2 separate regions of the Pan troglodytes genome follow, and region 1 is linked to region 2. A link is a contact called in public Hi-C data. All regions are on one chromosome and are shown on one strand. The core of a region is the stretch at or near the end of the contact, and the rest is flanking DNA. Distances in the headings are between cores, read along the strand shown. Region 1 overlaps LOC107974888 (a long non-coding RNA gene). Region 2 holds the start of SPRY4 (sprouty RTK signaling antagonist 4).

Region 1 (4,121 bases), core at 372-2,871, 100 kb after region 2:
CTCAGAAGGGTGGGGAAGGAGAAAAGGGTGGATAATGAGAAATTACTTAATGGGTACGACATCCATTATTTGGGTGATGGATACACTAAAGCTCAGACTTAACCACTACACAATATATCCATGTAACAACATTGCACTTGTACCTCTTAAATTTATACAAAACAACCCCAAACCAACCAGAGCCCTGTAATCAAATATGTTTAGATAGTGCTGTCTACCGTAATCCCTTCTGGAAGGCTCATGATGCTTATGAGCATATCACAAACTCTGAGAAGAAGTTGTTAGATGTAATTTTCCAAACATAACTGACCATGAGGCTCTCCCCTTCCCTGCCATGATAACCTGTATATAAATGTTGTAGAGAGCACAGTCTGAGCAGTGCTCATGTGGATATTCCACCCGTTAACATTCCATTTCGTTGTGTTATCATCTGATTTCCTCTGTCATTAACCACAAGGGTGAAATGACAGATGACATAAAATGCCTTGCTGAAAACTGGTGTATCTTGCCAGCCTATCACCGATTCAGAAGGGAGTCTGTCTTCAGTTGGACACGATTCACCTATTGCTGCTCTCATCCTAAGTCTGCCAGGTTGGCAGATTTAGGCACCCTGGCTGGGTACTTTTCAGGTGTTCTGTTAAGAGCAAAACCCAGACAGGCCTGGAGGCTCTCAGGAAAACCCAAAGCCAGGGAGTAGCCTATCATCAACCACAGTGGTCATAGTAACTGAAATTTAATAATAGTCCACAGTTATTGAATTTTTACTTTGTGCCAGGCCCATAATACATACTTCCTCTCCAAATCCTCACAAGAACCAGATGAGATGGGCAATACGACATCCTTACTTTGTAAATGAGGAGCCTGACGCATGCAGAGCTTAGAGAAGTTACTCAAAGGGATACAGCTAACAACAAATGGAGCCAACTGTCAAACTCAAGTTTGACTCACTCTGTAGTCCATGTGTTCATCAGATTCACTCTGTTTTGTTTTTTTTTTTTTTTTTTTCCACAATCGCACAATCATCAGGCATTTATTAAATGTCAGCTTTGGGTCTGGCTCAGTATTTGGTGAAATTGAAGACACGACAAAATATTAATAGACACAAGGAATTGACACTTTATTTGGAGGAACTTTTGTAGTTCAACGGAGAGAATACTTAGCAAGCAAATAGAAGTGAGTGCATGAAAACAGAGTGCCAAATGCCACATAAGTGGCACAGGATATGCTTCCGTGGCCTGCTCAGACCTCAACGGCCAGATCTCTACAGCTTGCTTTTAGAAATCCACTTGCCTATGGATGCCTCACTCCCAGTCTTCCGCTTTGTCCATTCTCACAAATTCCCCTGTTTGTCTTTGTCTTCCCCTTGTGTGACCTCCGCTTGTCCCCAGGGGAAACCACTAACCTCTTGGCTCCTCAGTTCTCGGTCTGTGGTGAACTCCCCGCTGACATCCACAGCGCTTGGAGGTGACCTAGTTTGAGTGAAACGCTGGCTTTTCAGTTATATATCCAGTAGGCTGAGCTGGCAGCTTGTCAGCAGGCTTATGTCACCTAATGACTGTGTCAATTCCCTCCTTGCCTGGCTTCCTGCGAGTAAATATCCTCAGGATGCTCTTGGAATCCAGAAGGTGTAGGAAGCCTGTGAGGTGGCCAAAGAGAAAACAGGAAAAAGAAAGGGGGAGAGAAGCAGAGAGGGCCTGCTCCTCCCTGCCAAAGTCAAAAAGAATGCACACCAGGGAAGAAAATGCTCTAAAACAGAGAGAGAAACTTGTGATGAGGTATCTCCCTATAGAACAGTTTTGCTCTAAAGGACATTTGTTTTTAAACAAAAAAAATTTTTTTTTGGCCTAGTCCGATCTCTCATTTCCCCCCTCATGCCATTCCTTCCTGTTTGGCGCTTTTCAAGTGGTATTACTTCTCATCCACAATAGTGACCTGCTGGGAGTCATAGCGGAGACATTTCCTCTCCTGTGGCTCTAGTTGTATTTTTAATCATCGACCTCCCCCCTCTTTCTTTCCCCTCTGGTTTTCTTCATAAACATTTTCTTAAGGCTGGGCAGCAAAGCCTCAGGTGTACCCATCATGTCCCTCAAAGCTTAGCTGTGTCTGGGGTTGATTTTTTTTATCCCCTCTCCAGGGGCTGCAGCATCCAGCATTCTGCACCATGACCTCCCTTTTGCCCAGTGAGCTACAGCCTTGAGTTTGGATGGTGCATACTCAGCGGTTTGGCTCTTTGCATTTGAGGGGAATAGTAATTCTGTGAGCTCATTCCCAGGGGAGCTACTCTCAAGATTCTAGGCCCTTCCAGCCCCGTTGGAGTTGGGTTAAAGGTTTCAAGTGGCGGTAGAGACGCTTGCCTGTCCAGCCTTGCCTGGGGCCCCACAAGGTCATCCTGGGAGACTGGTCAGCTCCATGGTCCCCTCCAAAGACTTAAGAAGGCAATGTTTAAGTTGCACAAACCACCAGAACAGATGAATTGGTTAAGAGTTCTCTGTCATTTTCTCCAAACAGGTATTAATAAAACCATGGATTCATAATCCTGAAGTTTAGCCTCAAATTTTTCCACCAGAATACTGCTACTTTTACTGAATGTATATCTCCCAGTGTTGAGAAGCAATTCTTCCCTCTCTTTAGTCCTTCCTTTGATCAGTTCATTTGTTCATTCATTCATCCATCCATCTGTATGTTCAATCGATAAACATTTGTTGAGCAGTTCATGGCCACGCACTGGGTAAACACAACAAACAAGGCCCTGCCCTTTTGTGGTTTATGGTCCATGGGAAGAGACCGCCAAGATGTAAAACAGGAACATGTGGCCATCCACTGGGAACCCGCTGTGGAGGGAATGGCGAGGATGCTGTAGTAGAGAAGCAGAATGGGGAGGCCCATCTGAACTCAGACGCAAAGGATGTGAAGGAGCTGACAGGTGGGGAGCTGGTAGGTCTACTGAACATTCCCTGCAGACGGTCAGCAGGTATGCACATATATGGAGGGGGGGGCAGGCTGTTAGGTACAAAACTTTAGCAGTCTTAATCCAATAGGACCCTTGGGGGAAGAATGCCACCATATCAACTACTCAACTTTTGAATGCCAGGGCCCACCCATGGCAGACAAGAAAAAGATCCACAGCATCTGCCCCTATTCTGCGTACCCACCTGGCCCCACCAAGTTTTATATCCTTGACTGAGTCTGTGATGAACTGTCGGCAGATGTTTATGTGCTGTCTCTTCAGTCAGGTCTGTAATCTCTTGGCAAGCCCATTCTGTCACTCTCCCAGTTCCTGCTGTTGATCCATTCAAGGGAGTGGTTTCCTGAATCCTATCACAGTTTTATAGTACTTGGAGCCCAAAGTTATAACAAATGTTTGCATGATATATAATATGTTCCTTACAATATGTTCACTTATTTATATTAAAAGGTATTAACCACCATTCATAGCAAATGGAACTATGGCTCCAAGAGGATAAATAACCTACGGAGCTCCAGGCTGGTGAAGGAGAGGAGCTGGGAATCACTCCTGCCTTTTCTGGCTGTTAAGTGACTTTCTCACCAATTTGAGTTGCAATTACTGTCATGGATACCAGTTGGGTACAGTTTCTGTTTGGAGTCTTCTTGGGAAGGGATAGAACAGTCAAGAAACTGCCCCACTATCAAACCCACAGAATCCAAAGAATTTGCATCCACAAATCTCCTGCCTCTCATGAAGCCCATTCTGCTTGTCCCACCCTGGTGAGACTTTAAAGCTGATCCCTGAGCTGAAATGACCGGATGGAGTGAGCATTATGTATTATGTTGTTATTTAATAAAGGGTGTGTTGTTCCCTACTTGGCAGTGGGGCCAAGTCGCTGTTCTAGCAGGTGGTGGGTAACTGAACCCAAGCCCCCTGATCTTCTCTCAGGAACTCCCTGGTCAAGCCTTTGATATCAGAACAAGAGGAGAAAACAGTGACATAGGACACTTCCTGTCCCAAAGGGGATGTGACACAGGACACCTGAAACAACAGGCAGAAGAAAAGTTTCACTGGAGCCGCTTCGGAGAGCTGCCTTCAGCCTGCCCGCCATGAGCCATCTCAGATTTGGGAAGAGTGGGACTGGGCCAGCTGTTTCCATGTTTAGCTCAGTGGA
Region 2 (4,485 bases), core at 169-2,668:
AGCCTGCGAGAGGAGGTAAAGGCCACCTTCACGCCACTGCGGGCCTGGGCAGGAACCGTCAGTGTCGCTGGGGGGTGGGGGGCGCTGCGGCCTCCGGATCCCGGGTTGAGAGCAGGGTGGGGGAGGACACACCTAGATCTGGGGATCTCTGCCCCCCGCAGGCAGTCAAAAGGGGGGGGCGGGAGGACCCCTACTGGGGGCCTTCTCTTGCTCTAGGCCAGAGACGCCAGGCGGGAGGGGTCTTGAAGCTGCGTTTACCAAAAATTAGGAAAATGTCCATCATTCATATCAAAGGGTGGGGTGAGGATTGGTGAGTGAATCTGGTTCTTTTTCCTGAGGCTGAATCTCTCGTGAGTGCTGGCCGCCCCTCCCCCCATTTCTTGGGTGTAGACAGTGACTGGGCCCAGGCCTCTTCCGGCTCCAGTACCCCCCGGGGCGATTCTGGCAACTCAGCCAGAGGAAGCCTGGCCCTCGCCTCCCAGCGTTCCCCCAGCCCCCCGCCCCAGTGCAATGTCCGCAGTGCCCGGGCGTCTGCCCGCTCTCTGTCGCCCTAGCTAGGTGTCCTCTCTCTGTCCCAGTCGGTTTCCCAGCCCTCACAGGACGCTGGCCTGAGGAGCCTCGGTCCACCGAAGGCCCACGGCCCTTCGCTGTTGTAGGCGCCTTTCCCCAATATCCCCCACCTCTCACCAGCCTCCCCTCCGGGGAAGTGGGAGCGGCCGAGAACTGGCCAGGTGGATGGGTGGAGCCGGCTGCGCCGAGGATGCTGCCGGGGTGGCCTCAGGATTAAATAACAACGGGGCTCTTGAGCCGCAGAGGAAATGGAAATGGCTGGGGATCCTTTCTTTGCTGTTAATGATGGTGGCGTTGGGGGGCGGGGGTGAGGATCAGCTCAAGCCGGTGAAAGAAAAGCCCCCGCCATTAGGCCTGACTCCAGGAAGGCGGGGAGCCCTCGCAGCAGGCCCTGCTCCTCCCTGGAACGGAGGAGCCTGTAGCCTCCGGGAAGTCCGGGGCGGGGGGTGGCTTTGAGGCGTGGATAAGAGCAGAGTCTGGGCCAGGGCTTGGCCCTGAGTCCCTTGTAAGATCTGTCTTGCCGCTGTTCTGGCCTCACGGGGAGATTGTGTGGCAGTCTTTTTCTTCCTACGCCACTATAGGATTGTGCTTGGCTGTTGTCAGAGGAACCAATGAAAGGCTCCCAGCCCAGGGCTGAGGTCTGGCCTAGGGCTGGGGCTGGGACTCTAGAGACAGGCAGCCCAAGGTCACCGAGTCCTAGCCTAAAATGCCTTCTCACCATTCGGCTCACCTCTCCGTGTACTTACCCAGCTCCTGAGGGCAGAGCAGACTCTCCCCTAGGGAACCTCAGCCTTCCTTTCAGGGGCGAGACCTTTCTCTAAGACCAAGAGAACTCTTCGCCAGAAAAATGGGTACAGCTGTGCAGGACTTCCTTTTAAGGGTGTTGAAGTTAAGTATCGCCCTCTCTGTCAGCTGTAGGAACTGAGGCCAAGGGTCCTGCACCGGGTATATGGAAGAGCTGGTAAATTGTAGCACTGATTTTCTAGGTCTTTGCAACCTGGCTTTGCTACCAACCCTTCTCAGCATCACAGACCTAAAAACCTGTTTCTCGCATGTCATTTAAGCATTTTAAACAATGAAAGCTGAAGCAGTAATTTTCCAGCTGGTGCTCACCCATGGCCCTTGCTGAAACAATTAGAAGGATGGGAATAAATAAATCTTAAATCTATGGCAGAAAAGGAGGATTGGAGGAGCCGCGGGGAGGGGGGTTGCTATCCTGTTTTCTTTATTAGAGAAACTCAGGAGACAGACAGGATTACATTTCATAGTCTTTCTCAGCTTCCCTGAAAGAGAATGCGAGGAGACCCCAGCCTGTGGTGGGGAGAAGGAGGAGCTCCCAATCTTGAGCTGGGAGGGGCCTCTGATGCTTAAGTACAGCGAGATTCAGAGCGTCTAGAAGGGCTCTGGAGGTCATATTCTGGTTGTGCTTGGAACCTAAGCTGAGGAATGGTTTGGAGCAGCAGTTATGAAAATTTCATTCATTCATTCATTCATTCACTCATTCATTGATCGATTCTGTAGTGGGGCCTGCCCTGACTCTGGAGACTCAGTGGTGAGGGACAGACAGCCCTCCCTGCCCTTGTGAAGCTCACAGTCTTTTGAAAAGACAGACAGACAGACAGACTGCAACATGAGGTTCTAAGTGCTAGGAGGGAAATGAGCTTTCTCTGGGGTATGTTGCTTGCCGGGGAGGTGGGGGATGGTGGAAGGAGCTGATTCTGATTTGGTCATCAGGGAATGTCTCTGAGAGGGCGGCTTCTAGTTGTGAGTTGAGACCCAAAGACTGAGAAGTGAATCTGAGGGAGGACTGGAGAAACATCTCAGGCAGAGGGAGCATGGGTGGAGGCCGTGTGTGGGAAAAGCCTGGCATATTAGAGGTACTGACAGAAGGCCTCTGTGGCCACAGCTTTATGAGCAAGTTTGAAGTGAGCCTGGTGAGGAATTCAGATGTCATCCTATTAAGGATTTTAAGCAAGGTCTGACACATTCTGATTTGTGTTTTAAACCTCTCCAGCAGCCCTGGGGCCACAGTTTAGGGGGTGAGGGGACAGAACGAAAGGTGGTTGGGGAATGCAGAGCATTTGCTCCATTGCAGGGTGAAGACATCATGTTCCTTCTTTAGGATTGGGTGGCCGGTAGGCCTGTGCTGGATTTGTTTTTCTGCTTCATCTGACTCTGTTCATTCCAAAGCTACTCGATGTCTTCCCCAGGTATAACTTTCCTGCTAGAGGCACATCCTAACAACCTTGCATTCCTGCCAGGGCTAATGACAATCTTTTACCCTGATTCCAATAAAAACAGCCTCACTCCCACCAGATTGTGGCCAGGGGAGTAGAGTAGGTTCAGTTTTGAGCTTTGTTCTTTTATTAATCTCCTAGGCTTGCTAGGACCTGGAGTTAGTGGGATTGAGGAGAGGCAGGAATTCCAATTCAATGACAGTCACTTCTGGAGCACTTACTGTATGCCAGTTGTATGTGCAGCATGTTTTCATATGTAAAATTGTTTCAAAAAGCTGGGTCTTTGGCTGGGTGCGGTGGCTCATGCCTGTAATCCCAGCACTTTGGGAGGCTGAGGCGGGTGGATCACAAGGTCAGGAGTTCAAGACCAGCCTGGCCAAGATGGTGAAACCCCGTCTGTACTAAAAATACAAAAAAATTAGCCGGGCATGGCGGCATGCGCCTGTAATCCCAGCTACTCCAGAGGCTGAGACGGAGAATTGCTTAAACCTGGAGGGGCGGAGCTTGCAGTGAGCCGGGATCGCGCCACTGCACTCCAGCCTGGGTGACAGAGCGAGACTCCGTCTAAAATAAAAAAAAAAAAAAATGGGTCTTGATTGTGTCACCCCTCTTTTGCAGACCAGAAGTGCAAGGCTCCATTTAAAAATTTTATTTATTCCACAAAAAATTGTTTTTTTGGTGTTATTTTTGTGACACACTTCTTATGTTTCAGGCATAGTGCCAGCTGTTAACAGTTATAGTGAGAAAAGGGACAGACACAATTTTTGCTCTTATAGGGCTTATAGTCAGTGGTGATGCCACAGGGAGGGCATGGAGAGGTGAGGATGGCATGTGTTTTCTTCCTACAATCTCCATCAGAACCCCCATTCATTTCTGTGTTCAGTTGACATTTCTCAACCTTAGTAAGTATTAAGCAATGGAAGCAAAGGCCCCCCTACCCAAACAGATTATTTCCTTCCACCTGTGTAGAAATTCTGGACTCCTACCATTTATAGTCAAGTTCGGGAGATAGACATTAAACAAATAGTTGATCAAAGAATCACTTAATTACAGTTAACATCAGCAGTGCATACAAAGTACAGAGAGCAAAGGAGGGGGGCACAGCCTGAGGCCCTCAAGAAGGTTCCCCAGAGCTCAGATCTGCAGAATTCAGACTCAGCCAGGCTGAGCTCAGTGGTAGAAGGCCCAGAACCAGGAAACAGCCTTGGGGACCCTAGTCCTTTGAGGAAGAGACGATGTGTCAGAACAAGAGGTTAGAACTCTGGCCTGGCACTACCTCCTAAGCTTTCCGGTTCAGCGTTTCAGCTGTTTCAGCTTTGGGCTGGACAGCTTGAAAGACAGATGGACAGACACTGCCTACAGATTGCTAGGGTTAAATCCTGCCCTTACATGCTCCATAGTCTCAGACAAGTTATTCAAACTTTATGTGCCTCAGTTTCCCCCTCTATAAAATGAAAACTGATAGTAGTACTTACCACAAAGGGTTGAGCGGAGCTTGAATGGGGTATTGAACATAAGGCACTTAGAACAGTGCCCAAGCCAGGCTCGCCTGTAATCCCAGTGTTTTGGGAGGCAGGAGGATCACCTGAGCCAAGGAGTTCAAGACCAGTCTGGGCAGCATAAGGAGACACCCCCATCTCTACAGAAAGAAAAAAAAAAAAAAGCTGGGTGTAGTGGT

The links. A called contact is a pair of places that touch in the nucleus more often than the background predicts.
Region 1: a Hi-C map of stem cell-derived neural progenitor cells shows a contact between it and region 2, with 2.2 times the contacts expected there. The contact joins the enhancer-like site here to the promoter of SPRY4 in region 2. A contact is called at or near these places in 2 of 7 Hi-C or Micro-C datasets (induced pluripotent stem cells and stem cell-derived neural progenitor cells).

What each region holds. Positions count from the first base shown.
Region 1 is chr4:140,141,805-140,145,925 of NHGRI_mPanTro3-v2.0_pri, forward strand. All of the region lies in intron 1 of LOC107974888 (a long non-coding RNA gene), which reads left to right. Among named protein-coding and RNA genes, the nearest start is that of SPRY4, 100 kb to the left of the region's middle. Within about 2 kb of position 1,622, at least 6 of the 24 cell types and tissues checked have an H3K27ac peak or open chromatin away from gene starts, as enhancers often do. A contact at or near this core is called in induced pluripotent stem cells and stem cell-derived neural progenitor cells, where this site is marked.
Region 2 is chr4:140,042,119-140,046,603 of NHGRI_mPanTro3-v2.0_pri, forward strand. It overlaps SPRY4 (sprouty RTK signaling antagonist 4), which reads right to left and starts at 1,419. Exons shown (of 4, transcript XM_527058.8): 1 at 1,317-1,419. It overlaps LOC104006586 (a long non-coding RNA gene), which reads left to right. Exons shown (of 4, transcript XR_010157338.1): 1 at 1-15.